2 separate regions of the Mus musculus genome follow, and region 1 is linked to region 2. The links are chromatin contacts, called in public HiChIP or PLAC-seq maps. All regions are on one chromosome and are shown on one strand. Each heading gives the region's core, a stretch centred on a gene start, on an enhancer-like site or on the middle of the called end of the contact. The rest is flanking DNA. Distances are from core to core; before and after follow the strand shown.

Region 1 (6,659 bases), core at 1,746-4,245, 63 kb after region 2:
ATCCCAGATTCTTGACAAGACAGGCTTGATGACAACGCCCCATCAAGTGCTCAGACTTCTCTCACTCTGTATATTGTCCAGGTGTGATTCTATGTCAGTTATATTATTTTTACTTTAATCATAAGATAATCATACAAAGCAGCTATTATTATTAGTTTGGAGATTGAAGGATGATTACTTAAATAGTTCTAGACATTCTTGATCTAGTGATATTGATCCTGGGGTCGTTTGGGACAGAGCCTCGGTCCTGGCAGTCCTCACAAGCTAGGTTAGGGCACTTGTCCTCGATAGATCAGTTAAGGAAATAGGTAATAATGAAAAACAGAAAAGAATTTATTCAATACAGTAACATTTGAAAGAAGAACAAAGAAAGATATTCAGTGGTGTGCAAACCCATCAATAAATGTGGCATCTGGGTTTAAATAGAGGGAAAGAGGTGGGCATAACTACGCAGTCAGGGTCGAGATGTGACCACCACTAACCCCCTGTCTAGGCTCTCATCTGTCCTACAAGATGGTCTGACAAGTTGTGAGGGTCTCTTTTCCAGAGACAAGCTCCTTTTCTGGTTGGCATCTTGGGAATGATTGTCTCCATAATTTGAAGGAAAAGTTGTCTCTCTGTAGTATATCTTCATACCTACCACACAGTTGCAAGATCTTACCTCAAAAAGAAAGACGATTCTGCTACCTTATATCATATGTTATTATAGTGTTAGTCAAGGAGGGTGGTTTTCATTGCCTCTGATTTCCACAAGGTGGCAGGTCAACTTCAAAGCCAGATGGTTGGTTTTGTGTCCAAGTAACAAAATCTATTTTACTTGTTTAAGAGTAGTTAGTCCAGATAGGAACTACGTGGAAACATGCTTTGCAGAGTGCATGTCATATTCCAGGAGTCTTGTTGTGACTGTAAACACTTTCTCAATGAAGATTACGTAACTCAGTTCTTTGCTGTTCATCATTCTCGGGGAAGTCTGCATTTATATGAAGTATGTGTATGTGCGTGCATGTGTGCGTGCGCGCGCGTGTGTGTACATATATATATATATATATATATATAATACATTTGTATGTATATATGTATATACTATATGTGTCTGAGTGTGTGTATACTAGCTTAGTCATGGATCACCTTCACTGATGAGTATCTGCAAGTCAGCTCACTGAACACTGGTTAATCCATGAAGACAGTGAAGGAGAAACTTTGCAATCTGGAAGGAGCCCTGGCCTTGTAATATGGTGAACGTTAGAAGGCAGGAGACTCTAGATCAAGAATATACTTGGTCTGGAGATTAGGTGCTTCAAAAATGGCAAATGAAGATACTGGATAGAAGGTTCTCAAAGAACCTACTCGTGCTTTTGAAGGAAATGTTTAGGGTAATGTGATCCAGAATTTACTTCTGTATATTTTCTGCTGTCCATTTTCATATCATTTGCATGCCATGTTGATAGCCTCCAATTTCTGCATCTGAATTGTCTTGAATGCATTGGGTTTGGAATCAGATCAGTCTGGGCTCAGATCTTGGCTTTCTACTTAACTACAACAACGTGTATGTAAATCAGTATGTAATTGGCAAATACTCCTCTCTTTGCAACCTGATACTTCAGCTACAAGTAAGTCCTTACCCAAAAGAGTTATGAATATTTAATGACATGAAGAGTATTAGAAAGTTAACTCAATAAAATTCAATTAGTGGAGAAAGACATAAAATCATTTGCCCTGCCATACTAACCTGAGGTGGCCAGAAGAAAGATACCTAAGCAACTACCTAGGGCATCACTACCACAAATGAATGTGTGATGGAGAGATGGGAAGATGGAGTTTGTGGTGGTGAGATAGAGGAAAAAGCAAAGCCAAGGGGTTTGTATACTATGGAGAAATATGGAACTGGAGACTGAACAGCAGCAAGATGAGGAGGCCATGGTGGTCTCCACATGGTCTTAGCCCAGGTCTCTGCCACAAAAGGCCATGTCTGGATTCATGATGCAGCTAGGGTCTGTGTCATTGTCTGTGGCCTGAGTTACCACCAAAGGTGAAAACCATGTGGATGTCTGAGGGTGTGCTGGCATGGGGGTGAAGGGGATGATGTACTGATCTGAATAGCGCATCACCTGAGGCCATGGGACATCCAGGCCCAGGTTGTTGCTAGGGATCATGTCTGGGTTCATGGTCCTAGGGCATCATGGGTCTGTGTTGATGTCCCTTGGGCATGCAAGCGCTGGCTGGCTCTATACCTTGTGGGAGATGTTCTCCCCTTCCTTACCTCTTTCCAGCCTTGGCCCTGAGGTTATGAGAGCAGAAGAGCTGTCTCTGCCCCTCACTGATTGTAGCACTAAGGAGTGTGGGCTCTACACCTTGCCAGAGCAGCACAGTACAGCTGACTCTGGTGGCAGGGGTGCAGATGAGCCAGGCCCAAGAACATGAGAGCAGGAGATTTGACCCTGCCCCTCGCTGAATGCAGCATTAAGTGAGCTAGCCTGGGAACTACTGGAGAGCTTGCCCCAATGGTATGGGCCTAGGAAGACTAACCAAATCATCTACCTCCCAGGCCCAGATCCAGAACCAAATAGGGCTTTGAGTTGTCCTACCCCAACATCTACCCCATCTATGATCTGCTAGAGCATGTGAAAGGGCTGGACCAGCAGAGGCAAAGCTAGAGCATCTCCATGATACAGGACAACAACAGGATATCTGAGAGGGGTGAAGACCCAGTATTGATAGTGTAACAGAAGCCAGAAGCCTCAAACCAGACTAATGATTCATTGCCATAAACATTTGCAAGTAAAGATGTGTGACAGAAGGATACACTGTGTGACACACAGTGACACACGACAGATGTTTTGTTTTTTTGGTTGGTTGGTTGGTTGGTTGGTTTGATTTTTTACTTTTATTTTTTATTTTCTTTAGGGAAGAGGTTACAAGGGTGGAGCGCGAGGGCAAAGACATGAGTGGGATAGGGGAACATGATGTGCAAGAGGTTTCAGAAACCTTACTTAGTAGTCTGGGGACATGACTCAGTGGGTAAAGTCGCTGTCTGGTGAGCAGAAGCCCTGGAGTTTAGTTCCTAGTACTATGTAAATCAGCAGGAAGTGTTCAGCAAACAACTGAAGAAAAAAAATAAATACAATTTATTTTAGTCTCTCAGTAAAATATCTCTAAATCTTTGGGGGACGTCTTTGGGGAAATATCTCTTTCATAAAGGGAATCAAACACGTATAGTTTCATGATTACCGGACTGGACAACAGATTCACGCTCAAGCCAGGACAGCACAGGTTTCTATTGTTGCAGATAGCTGTGTGGTTCTGGTAAGTCAGTGTAGCTGCACACTTGACCCAGTGCCTTCACCCTGTAAAGTGCTCCATAAGTGCTAGCCATTGTTCTCTGGCTCCATTTGGAAAACTTACAATGGCTTGTACTCATTCATTTGGGGGATGTAGGATGCTGTGAAGTTCTCTTGAGTTTGCAATTCTGAGAGAAGATAAAAGTTGACCTCCTGGTAATTCCCCTCCTGCAAGCCTTGCTTTATGAAGCACGGAAAGTACCCCCAAATTTCTTTTCAAAACTACCCAGTTAGTGAGTAGACTCAGACCCTCCCACTCACTCTCTCAACATCTCCTCTAGTCCCTGAGAACCAAGTGAGATTGGTGACTTTGTACTTAAGTCACTTTGCTGCTCTGTTGTTTCTTCCAGTTAAAGTAAGTCTTTCCTGATGACATCTTCTCCGCCATGAGTAGCCCTGCTTAGAGACTACAGTCTGCGTGTTCTTCCATCACCTTTTCAATGTCAAAGAGGGAGAGTTTCAAAGAAGGGCAGTTACCCAATAGCACTAATGTTAAATGGCTGCTGTGTGTTGGGCTAATCTTGTGTGCACTGTGTCAAGGTTACCTTTGTATTATTCAAGTGCTGATTCTGTATGGGCAGAGATTTGAACACCGGAAGGCTTTATATTGTTATTTTTATGACATATCACCTATCTCTGTGTTATGTAAACATCTTCTCCATCGCCTTCTGACTGGTTTACTAAATGGTAGAGCAGCCTATAGCAAAGCAGGAGAGGAAAGTTGTAACTTCCGGGTAGAGATGGGAATTCTGGAAACACACACACACACACACACACACACACACACACACACACACACACACACGGGAAGGTGCTGGAACTGAAGGAGAAGTAACTAATGAGCCACATGGCAGAATTTAGATCCGAATAAATGGGTTAATTAAGTTATACAAGCTAGTTGGGAAATAGCCTGAGCTAAGGCCTGAGCTATCATAAATAATAATTGTCTCTGTGCCATTACTGGGTGGCTGGTGGGTCTGAGGCAGTCTGGGCAATAGCTGCAGTATGCTTGAAAAGGAAATGCCAGACTTCAACCCAAGCCAGCCAAACAATTCATCCAAACCACACTGTGCACACAGGAAAACTGGTTGTCTGCACCTCCTTCCAGTCTCTCTGGGTGCAACTCTAAGAGGGTGAAAAGAGCCACAGTCCCAAGTGGCTTTGCTAGCCCTAGGGTTGCACTAAAGCAACTGGTGTGGTTTGCTGACACTGATCACCTGGGTGGTGGTGGAGAGAGAGCTGAAGAGGACATTGAAATCCTTCCTCCTGCAGGAATGAGCCCCAGTGAGGAGGAGAAGAAAGCAGAGAACAAAGAGTGAGGCAGTAGGTGACAATGAGCCTCAATTAGCAACTACTTTCAAAGAACAATGGCACACTGGTCTAGGTGGTCTACAGTGTCTACCTCAGATGGCCTTCACAGATCTGCCATATGGAAACACCTACTTCTTTTGTGTTGTGCTATGTTAGAAAGCCAAGTCCTCATAAGAGAAACTGAGCTCACCCACTGCAAATCCTCCTGAAGCAGGTGTTCACAGAGCTCTTCATGGGAAACGTTGACTTCCGTGCTCACCACTCCAAGCAAGCTCCTCCAGCCTTTCAGTTCTTCAATACTTACTTCATGGTGACCATGGGTGAAGCTTCATGGTAACCATGGGTGAAGCTATGTTACTATGTGCTAGGGTTATGAAGATGAATAAAGCCACACGTTTTCTGGTTTCAAGAAATTGCTGTTCTGTGTACAGAATGTTGTGTTCAAAGGGGTCTGGTTAAAAAACAAACAAACAAACAAACAAACAAGCAAGCAAGCAAAACCACAAAAAACACCTGGTCGAAGAATCCAGTGACATGATTGTTCCATTAGGGGGAAGGTTTCTGTTTGTTTTTATTCTCTCATGTTAAGCATCCCCTCCCTCTCCTCCTCTTAGCCCCCAACCTCATCTCCCCTCTCCCCTAGACCACTCCTCCTCCATAAAGAGCAAGCTTCCCAGTGATACCAACCAAACATGACATAACAAGATGCCACAAAACTAGGTACACACCCTCATATCAAGGCTGGATAACGCAACTCAGTTGGAGGAAAAAGGTTCCAAGAGCAAGCAAAAGAGTCAAGATACCCCCACTCCCATTGTTAGGAGTCGAACAAACACTCCAACCTAGACAACTGCAGCATGAGTACAGAGAACCTGCGTAGGCTCTGTGGTTGCCTCTTCAGCCTCTATGAGCCCTTATGAAGCCTGCTTAGTTGATTCTGTGGGTCTTGTTTTTATGGGATCCTTAAACCCTCTGGCTCCTATGATCTTTCTACTTCCTTTTCTGTAGGGTTCCCTAATATTTAGGTGTGGTGTTATGCCCGAGTTGCAGAGAACCCAAAGACCACCAAGGAGCCAATTCCAATGGAAACACACGAGGGTCTTCACCTTGTGTGAAGCAAGGCCGCTCACTGTCACTGTCTCAGCAGGTCAGAAGTGAGAGTCTTGAGTCTAGGGGTGCGGGGTATTTATTTTTTTACAGCGAATTTGGGGAACTTCCATACGGGTCAGAAGTTAATATTTTAAAATTTTCATTTCTGACATAATCTGAAAAAAAGAAAAAAAAAAAAAACCATGGGGTGAACCCACCTGACAAACAGCATGGCTAAGTTAACTATTTTCTGTAGGATGTCTTAGATTGTCTATATGTAGTCTAACTGACTGTTGCAAAGGAGGGAGGGGGCAGCCTTAGGATGTTTGCTCAAATGGACTTTGTCGGACAAAACAGAGCTCCTTCTCAAAAACAGAGTTGGTTGGGCTTTAGAGTGGGTGTCTGCATTTGCTTCTCTCAGCTGCCAGAGGAAGTCTCTCTGATTACCCCTGAGCCACCAGGCACAGGTCTGTGAGTACACGAAATATTTTTTTGTGATAATTTGAAATAAAAATGGCCCCATAGTTTATAGGGAGTGGCACTATTAGGAGGTGTGGCCTTTTTGGAGTAGGTTTGACTTTGTTGGAGAAAGTGTGTCATAGAGAGTGGACTTTGAGGTGAGGTGACAGTGTGTCTCAGTTCACTTCCTGCTTCCTGTGCATCCAGATATAGAACTCTCCAGCACCATGCCTGCCAGCATGCTGCCATGCTTCTGGCCATGATAATAATGAACTAAAGCTCTGAACTTTAAGCCAGCCCCAGTGAAGTGTTTTTCTTTATAAGAGTTGTCATTCAGACCCAAGGGTGAGAGACAGAAGAGCCTCATCTGACATGAGGTGGCCTGGATGCAGTGGTGATGCCCTCTCTGCACACACAGCCCCACCCCTCACCTCCTGCAGCAGTAGGAAGAATAAGCCATGA
Region 2 (7,463 bases), core at 3,647-6,146:
AGGTTCTATCCTGTGAGCAGGACTCTGTCGCTATCGTCTCCGACCAGCAGAAAAGAAGCGACGAAACCGACGTCCTTCTCAAGGCAGTTTATTCAGGAACTTCACAAATGTGTCGGAAAAAGAATGCCCCAACCTCTCCAGTCCACTCTCCCTCACCCCAGTCCACGTAGGCACAGTTCATTGGCTCAGGACTACATTCTTCACATCATCAGATCTTATGTCGTGGTGCATCTGCACAACGCAGCTCAAGGTACGTGGCTATCTTGAGGGATATGAGGAATCAGGTGCCAGTCATAAGACTTGGCAGCAGTCCCGGGCACCATCTTGGGGCCGCAGCCACACCCGCTCCTCACAAGACTCAAATTCAATTAAAAAAAAAAGTAGTTGGTTGCTCTCATGACATTCATACCACGGTTACACTAGTGGGTGTGTCAGGCCAGTTTTTATTGTAGCTCATAGGGTTCACAGATTGATATGAGGGAGGATAGCCAACACTGAAAACCTTATTTAAAAACCATCATGAAAAGCTACTACCAATCGTGTTTGTAACTACCACTACACTGCCAGTACAGAAAGGAAGAAGGAAAGAAAGAAAGAAAGAAAGAAAGAAAGAAAGAAAGAAAGAAAGAAAGAAAGAAAGGAAGGAAGGAAGGAAGGAAGGAAGGAAGAAAGAAAGAAAGAAAGAAACAAAGAAACAAAGAAACAAAGAAACAAAGAAACAAAGAAAGACAACAGCAGAAGCTTCCTAGAATATAAATATATACGTATGTAAAGTGCTTAAATGAAGTCAATCAATAAGAAGACAATGTGCCTGTTCGATAGTACAGACCAACAAATATAAAGGTCAGTGCCAGAAATACGTTACCACTTTTGGAATTGTTGGACAATGAGATCTCAAACATTACAAGTTATTTGCCATTGCTCTTGGCTTCCCTCCAGCACTTAATAAAACCCTATGGCTGAACACACCGCAGGTGTGAACCACAGATCATAGAAGAGTCACACTGGTACTGACCTGGAAGCCTTGTCTCTACTGGCTGGCTTTCATGGTACCGAGAGGTATCATGCATGCTCCCAGAGGAGGAAGGCAGTCATCAATCTTAGACTTTTGAAATGAGATTTCACCTGTAGCTCAGACTAGTCCCGAACTTTAGGCTCACACCATCCTCCCTCCTTGGTCTCCCTAGTATAGGAGACTACAAACACATACCATTTTGCCAGGCCTCAACTTCATTTATTTTTTAATAGTGCTGTGCTTAACAAGTAACTATGACATTCCTGAATCGTAGCCATTGATTTTATATACTTCCAACATATAATTGCACAGAATAAATACTCTCAATACAAAAAGAGAGGGAGTTGGTTGTAGCAAAACAAGATCAGACCAAAGCAAGAGAGAAATCCAACATGGCAAATGTCAAATGAACCCTCCAACTCCGTATCTGATGTTTGGAAATCATGATGGAGTCATCTCGTCTTGAGCTAGAGAGTGGTCCAGTAAATTCTCACAGCACGCTAGGACGTTTGCAGCCCCTAGCTGCAAACTCTTTTACAGCAAAACAGTTCCAAAAGTCTAAGGACCACATGGTCAGGCTTCTCTCAGCAGCGACACCACTCTAGGCATCACTGTTTATATTAGTCACTTCTCTAATTGTGATAAAAATGCCTGACAGGAGGCAACTTAAGGGGGGCGGGGTATATTTTGGCTCTGTTACATCTTCAGTCCTGCAACAGAAGGGAGCTCACACTCCTGCTCAGCTTGCTTGCTCCTCAATCTTGTGCCTGGGCACACAGGTTAGTGTTGATCTACATTTGAGGAGCATTGCCACCCTTCAGTTAACCTAATCTGAATATCATTCCAAAGATATGCCTAGAGCTTTGTTTCTTAGGTGACTAATCTAGCTCTCCCATCAAATTGACAATCAATATTAATCATCATAGTTGTGTTTTAGATTCCTCGCCTGGCAGACACAAGCAGAAGGCATGCAGATTTCACATGTATCCCTTGTTGCTACATGTATGACATCTCCCATCCAACATACCCCACCAAGCTGGCATACTTCACATTAAGATTAACTTATTTTACCCAGAATCCATAGTTTTCTTAAGGTTTAAGCCTAAGTTTTCTTGGCACCATACAGTCCGTGTTTTGACAAGTATATAATGTCAGTTATCCATCGTTAGAGTCATACTGCATGATTTTACTGCTCTAAAAATTCTCTGTTCCACCTGCTAATACCCTCCCCCACCACAGCTCTTGACAACCACTAACCAACCTTCTCAAGGTCTCCGTAGTTTTGTCTTTTCCAGAATGTCACAGAGTAGGAACCACACCCTTTACAAGCTGGCTTCTTCACTTAACCAGATACATTTCAGGTACCTTTATAGCTTGATTGCTCACCTGCTTTGGGTCCTGAATAAAATTACAATATACAATGTACCACAGTCTACTGCCCATCCACCTACTGAAGGACATCTTGGTACTTTCACATTTCCGCAATTACGAATAAAGCTGGTACAAATACGTATGTGTAGTTGTTAGCGAGCACAGAGCTTCCGTGATACTTGGACAAACACCAGTAAGCACAATTCCTGGATTGAATAATAAGACTATATTTAGTTTTGTAAGAAGCAACTAAATTATCTTCCATATGGCTGGACCACTTTCTTCTTTTATCCTCACTAGCAATCTGTTCTGTGTGGTCAGGCTTGTTAGTAACACTATGACCCTGGGCATTTGATTTAAGTTTTCAAACCTGACCAGACCACCTACAGGGATCAGTGGGTAAAGGCACCTGCCACGGACCTTAACCATCTGAGTTCACATGCCATTGTGCTTGTGAACTCACACACACACACACACACACACACACACACACACTATACATACCATTCCATACCATTCCATACACACATACATACACACACAGCATCTGAGCTCACGTGTCACCTATACAGATACAAGTTTACACACACACACACACACCATCTGAGCTCACATACAATTGCATGCACATACACATGCACACACAAACACATACCTCCCATCTGAGTTCATATGCCATTAAACATGCCACACACAAAAGCATGCACACATACACAAATATGCACACATAGGCACATATACAGACATAAATAAATGTAAAAGGAATTAAGAACTAATAAATAGTATTTTATAGTACTGCTACATCAATATTTGGAACTAACATAAAATAACATATGAGAAAAACTATAACTATGCCCCAATACAGAAAACCTAAGATTCTTGATGAAGTTCTGCACCGAGGTAGAGTAACATCAGGGCTGGTCTGCTGACCACATCCACTTACTTGACCTGCTCACTCAGTTTGTCTACACTTGCTTCCTCTTCTGTACATCTTTATGTTTTGTGGTGGTGGTGGTGGTGATGATGACGGTGATGATGAGGGTAATGATGGTGATGCTGGAGGTTGTGGTGATGCTGGAGGTTGTGGTGGTGATGGTGGTGGTGGTGGTGGTGGTGGTGGTGGTGGTGATAGTGGTAGTGGGGTGTATATGCACATGCGTTTGTTGTGTGTGTCTGAGCATGCAGAAACCAGAGCAGTATGTCTTCCAGTGTTGCTGTCTGCCTTATTCCCTTGACAGAGTCTCACACAGAACCAGGAACTTACCATTGGTTAAGCTGGTTTGCCAGCCAGCTCCAAAACACAGATTAATACCAAATTTTACATGGGTCCTGAGGATTCAAACTTAGGACCTCGTTTTTTACAAACTTTTTACCCTCTGAGATATTCCCCTAGCCCCTCTGTTCCACAGGCTTTAATAAAAACTTCTGTGTCCTAGAAACAACCTGAAGAATGTAAAAGTAAACAGATGACATAGTCCACTAACTTCAATGTCTGATAATTAGTGGCTTTTCCACCTATCTTCTTTCACAGACACTACCCGATATTAAGTGGATGTCTTTAGGTTTCTATTGCTGGGGTAAAACATCGTGGCGAAAAGAAACTTGAGGAGGAAGGAACGAGTTTGTTTCAGTTTATGCGTCCGCAGCACACCCTGCCATTGAAAGAAGTCAGGGCAGGAACCTAGAGGGACCCTGGAACCGGAAGCAGGAGCTTGCGCAAAGGCCAAGGGAAGAATGCTGTCTATTTTGCTCTCTAGGACTTGATCAGTCCTTAAAGGCATACAAGGACCAGCAGCCCAGGGATAGCACCGCCCACAATGGTCTGGGTCCTCCCACCTCAAACGCTAATTAAGGAAACAGAGTCCTAAAGGCTTGCCTAAACCTCATTTTATGGGAGTCACTTTCTCAATTAAGGGTTCTAGTTTGTGGGGAGCTGACACAAAACTGGCCATTTTAGTGGGAATTTAATGTTTATCCTCCGTGACTTACCTGTGGTTCTGAGGGCTCAAAACACAAACACTGGTGCTTCTCTGAGCTCTAATCCTCCCTTTAGAGTCAAAAGGCCAAGCAGAGACACTCCTCAGACTCATAAACTCAAAATCTAGCTCTGCCGTTCTTTCTGTATGATTTGACCTCCCTTGCCTCTGTGACTCCTTGTAAAATGAGTACAATCGCATCTGTCTTGTAGTTTGGTTATCATGCGGGGTTTAGACCAGTGCCTGACTCGAAGGACCCTCTAGGTAAGTAAGCCATACTTAGTATAGGTACCTGTGAGGACTGTCAACTCTGAATCCATGCTGTCTAGAAAATGAGCCAAGCCCTAAAAGGAGGGGGTGGGAGTGGGGGTGGGCGGGGGATGGGCGGGGGGTGAGAAAAGTGAAAAGAAAGAAGACAGAGGAAAGGGTTTGGGTTTGGAGGAAGCTGGAGGAGGATGTGAGGGAGACAGGGGAAGGGGAGGGCTTGCGAGGGGGGCGTGGTGGGTAGGTCACGACTGGAGCAGAGAGGATCCTGGATCCAAGAGCCACTTGCAAGCCGGTCCTGGGCAGTCCGTGAGTAGAAACAGGAGGAGGGGCTGAGGAAGGGTGCGGTCTGGGTTGCCACCCAGGCTAGCCGGGAGCTACGGCCGGCCGAGGCTGATCTTTCACCTTCGCTGAGCTTCTGCCTGGGCTTCGCCTCCGCGGCCCCAAGGGTAAGTTTCCCATGCCCGCCCCTCTACAACCACGGAACATCAGGTTCCCGCGGAGTCCCAGGTCGTGAGCGCAGCTTGCTCCTGGGGCTGTTCCCTCCCCTCCCTTCCCCCAAGCCCTCTTCCCTTCTATGGAAATAGAAGAGACTTGACCTGGGGGGCACAAGGGCCGAGCTGAGTAAGTTATCAAACTTAGGGTCTTGCAGCCCAAGCTCACATCCAGGGGACTGCTCATTCCTAAATGTCTCGGAAACATTTAAAAGAAGAAGGGTTAGAGGAAGGTCTCCTGCCCCTGCTCAGAGTTCTGTGCTGAGAACTTTTTTCCTAAGGCTCCCATGAGAGATCTTTCTCCCCTCCAAGTGTCTTTTAGCTTTACTTTGTATAGGTAGGAGAAAGATGTATTGGACTTTGAGAGTTGGGGAACTTCGGTTTTCTCTTTTAAAAGACACCGTTTTCTTTGATTGCAACAGAATTCTATTCACTAGACATGAATCACCTCCCCTGCTTCTTGAGTCAGCAGGTGAGGTATCGAGGTAGAGGTATGTGGTTTGTGATTGCAAATAGCCATATATAGAAGTTCTGGGTCCTGTGCCAATAGAAAGTTGAGCAGCCGGGGCAAAATTCTTCCCCAGGAGGTGCGTTAAAGAGAAGAGGTTCCTGCCCCCGAGAGAACTTCAGTTTCTACTCCTCACCAACATCATAAAAAGCAGACTAAAAGGTTATTCTATGAAGAATCATTACTGGTTTTCCTGAAGGTGGAAGTTTCAAACTGCCTAGAAAGGTACTTTTAAACTCAAACGAAGATCAGACCACTGTCCGCAGATCTGTTGGTGTTGAGAAATCGGTAGAAATGCCAGCAGGAGGAAGTACAAGAAAATGTAGCTGCTGTAATCCCCTTCAGGAAGGATGTGTTTAAAGCTCTATTGTTAGATCACTTGGCTTGCACTATGGAGTAATTCTCTACTTTTTACAAGCTTAAAGGATGGCTTGATAATACTTCTTAGAAATTTCCACATTATATTGGATCAACAAATGTCAAGCATCAGTTTGGGTCCGGGGCCACAGGGCTTGGGGATTAACGGTTCATTCCTTTGCAATCTAGATGCCTGGGTTCAGTCGGGTCGACCCAATAGCTGTATGGTGGGGATTTCACTATTGCTTCCTGTGCCTCCAGCATCTTCCTGTGCTGTTAATGATGTCTCTCTCACTAACTAGGTTATTCTGAGGCTTATGTTTAAATCATTGAATACAGTTTTTTTTTTTTCATATACACCAGTGAATAAACATTGCACAAATCCCCAGCTTTGAGAGCTCACTTTCTAACACTTTGCCTGTCACCTGACACCTAGTAAAAACACAAGATGCTGGCTGACAGCATAATCTATCTTATTTCCTCCCAGCAATAGAAACAGCCATCTCCCTATTTTACACATGAGGAAATCCTGACTCAAATTAGGTCTCGAATTAAGAGATGTGTTAGCATTTTGTCTGTGTGACAGAACATCTGAGAGGAAGAATTTAAAAGGAAGAAAGATGTCTTTTTAGCTCATGGTTTTAGAGATTTTAGCCCAGGTCAGGTCAGCTGGCTCCGTTGCTAATCATTCAACGTGAGGCAGGACATGCTCATAACAGAGTCCCTGGCAGAGGAGAATACCCCACCTCATGGCCGCCAAGACGCAGAGACCAAGTGTGGGCAGTGCCAGGGAGAATACAGGGAGCTCTGAGGCCGCTCCTAAGGGATCTGCTCTCTTTAGGGAGTCTTACCCCTTAAGCTTCCACTGTTTCCCATTAAATTAGGACACCATCAATGGATTGATCTATTGTTGAGGTTAAAGTGACCATTCCTGATCCAGTTGCTTATGAAACTCCTCAGCTCTGAACACAGCTGCATTCGGGACCAAAATGGGAAGGCCTGTTGTACGTGACAAGAAGCAACCTTATCCTGTATCCACTGTATAGTCTGGAGAGAGATAGAGGGTCAGACCCTTTAATTAGAGAGGACAGGCCAGGGGAGCAGTGGTGGCGCACACCTTTAATCCCAGCACTTGGGAGGCAGAGGCAGGTGGATTTCTGAGTTTGAGGCCAGCCTGGTCTACAGAATGAGTTCCAGGACAGCCAGGGATACACAGAGAAACCCTGTCTCACCTCTGCCCCCCCCCCCCAAAACAAAACAAAACAAAACAAAAAAGAAAAAGAAGAAAAAAAAAGAGAACACAGAAGTTTCAGAGAATGAGCAAACATTAGGGCTAAATACTTCCAGTGACTATTAATGTGGTTTCAGGTCCATCTTTGGCCCTGAACTGCCACTGAAGTTTTAGAATATTTTGTTGCCAGGATGGGTGGGAACAGTTTGTATTTCTGAATCCACACTGGAGACAAGCCAGCACATCT

The links. HiChIP or PLAC-seq counts read pairs in DNA pulled down with a chosen protein or histone mark.
Region 1: a contact with region 2 is called in an H3K27ac HiChIP or PLAC-seq map of bone marrow-derived dendritic cells, with 4 times the contacts expected there. The contact joins the enhancer-like site here to the promoter of Anxa3 in region 2. A contact is called at or near these places in 1 of 484 Hi-C or Micro-C datasets (morula), 3 of 115 datasets of contacts at active chromatin or transcription factors (CD8 T cells, bone marrow-derived dendritic cells and bone marrow-derived macrophages) and 1 of 9 other capture datasets (pancreatic islet).

What each region holds. Positions count from the first base shown.
Region 1 is chr5:96,853,791-96,860,449 of GRCm38.p6, forward strand. No RefSeq gene overlaps it. Among named protein-coding and RNA genes, the nearest start is that of Gm33100, 22 kb to the right of the region's middle. Within about 2 kb of position 2,996, at least 20 of the 459 cell types and tissues checked have an H3K27ac peak or open chromatin away from gene starts, as enhancers often do. A contact at or near this core is called in CD8 T cells, bone marrow-derived dendritic cells and bone marrow-derived macrophages, where this site is marked.
Region 2 is chr5:96,788,489-96,795,951 of GRCm38.p6, forward strand. It overlaps Anxa3 (annexin A3), which reads left to right and starts at 4,897. Exons shown (of 13, transcript NM_013470.2): 1 at 4,897-5,075.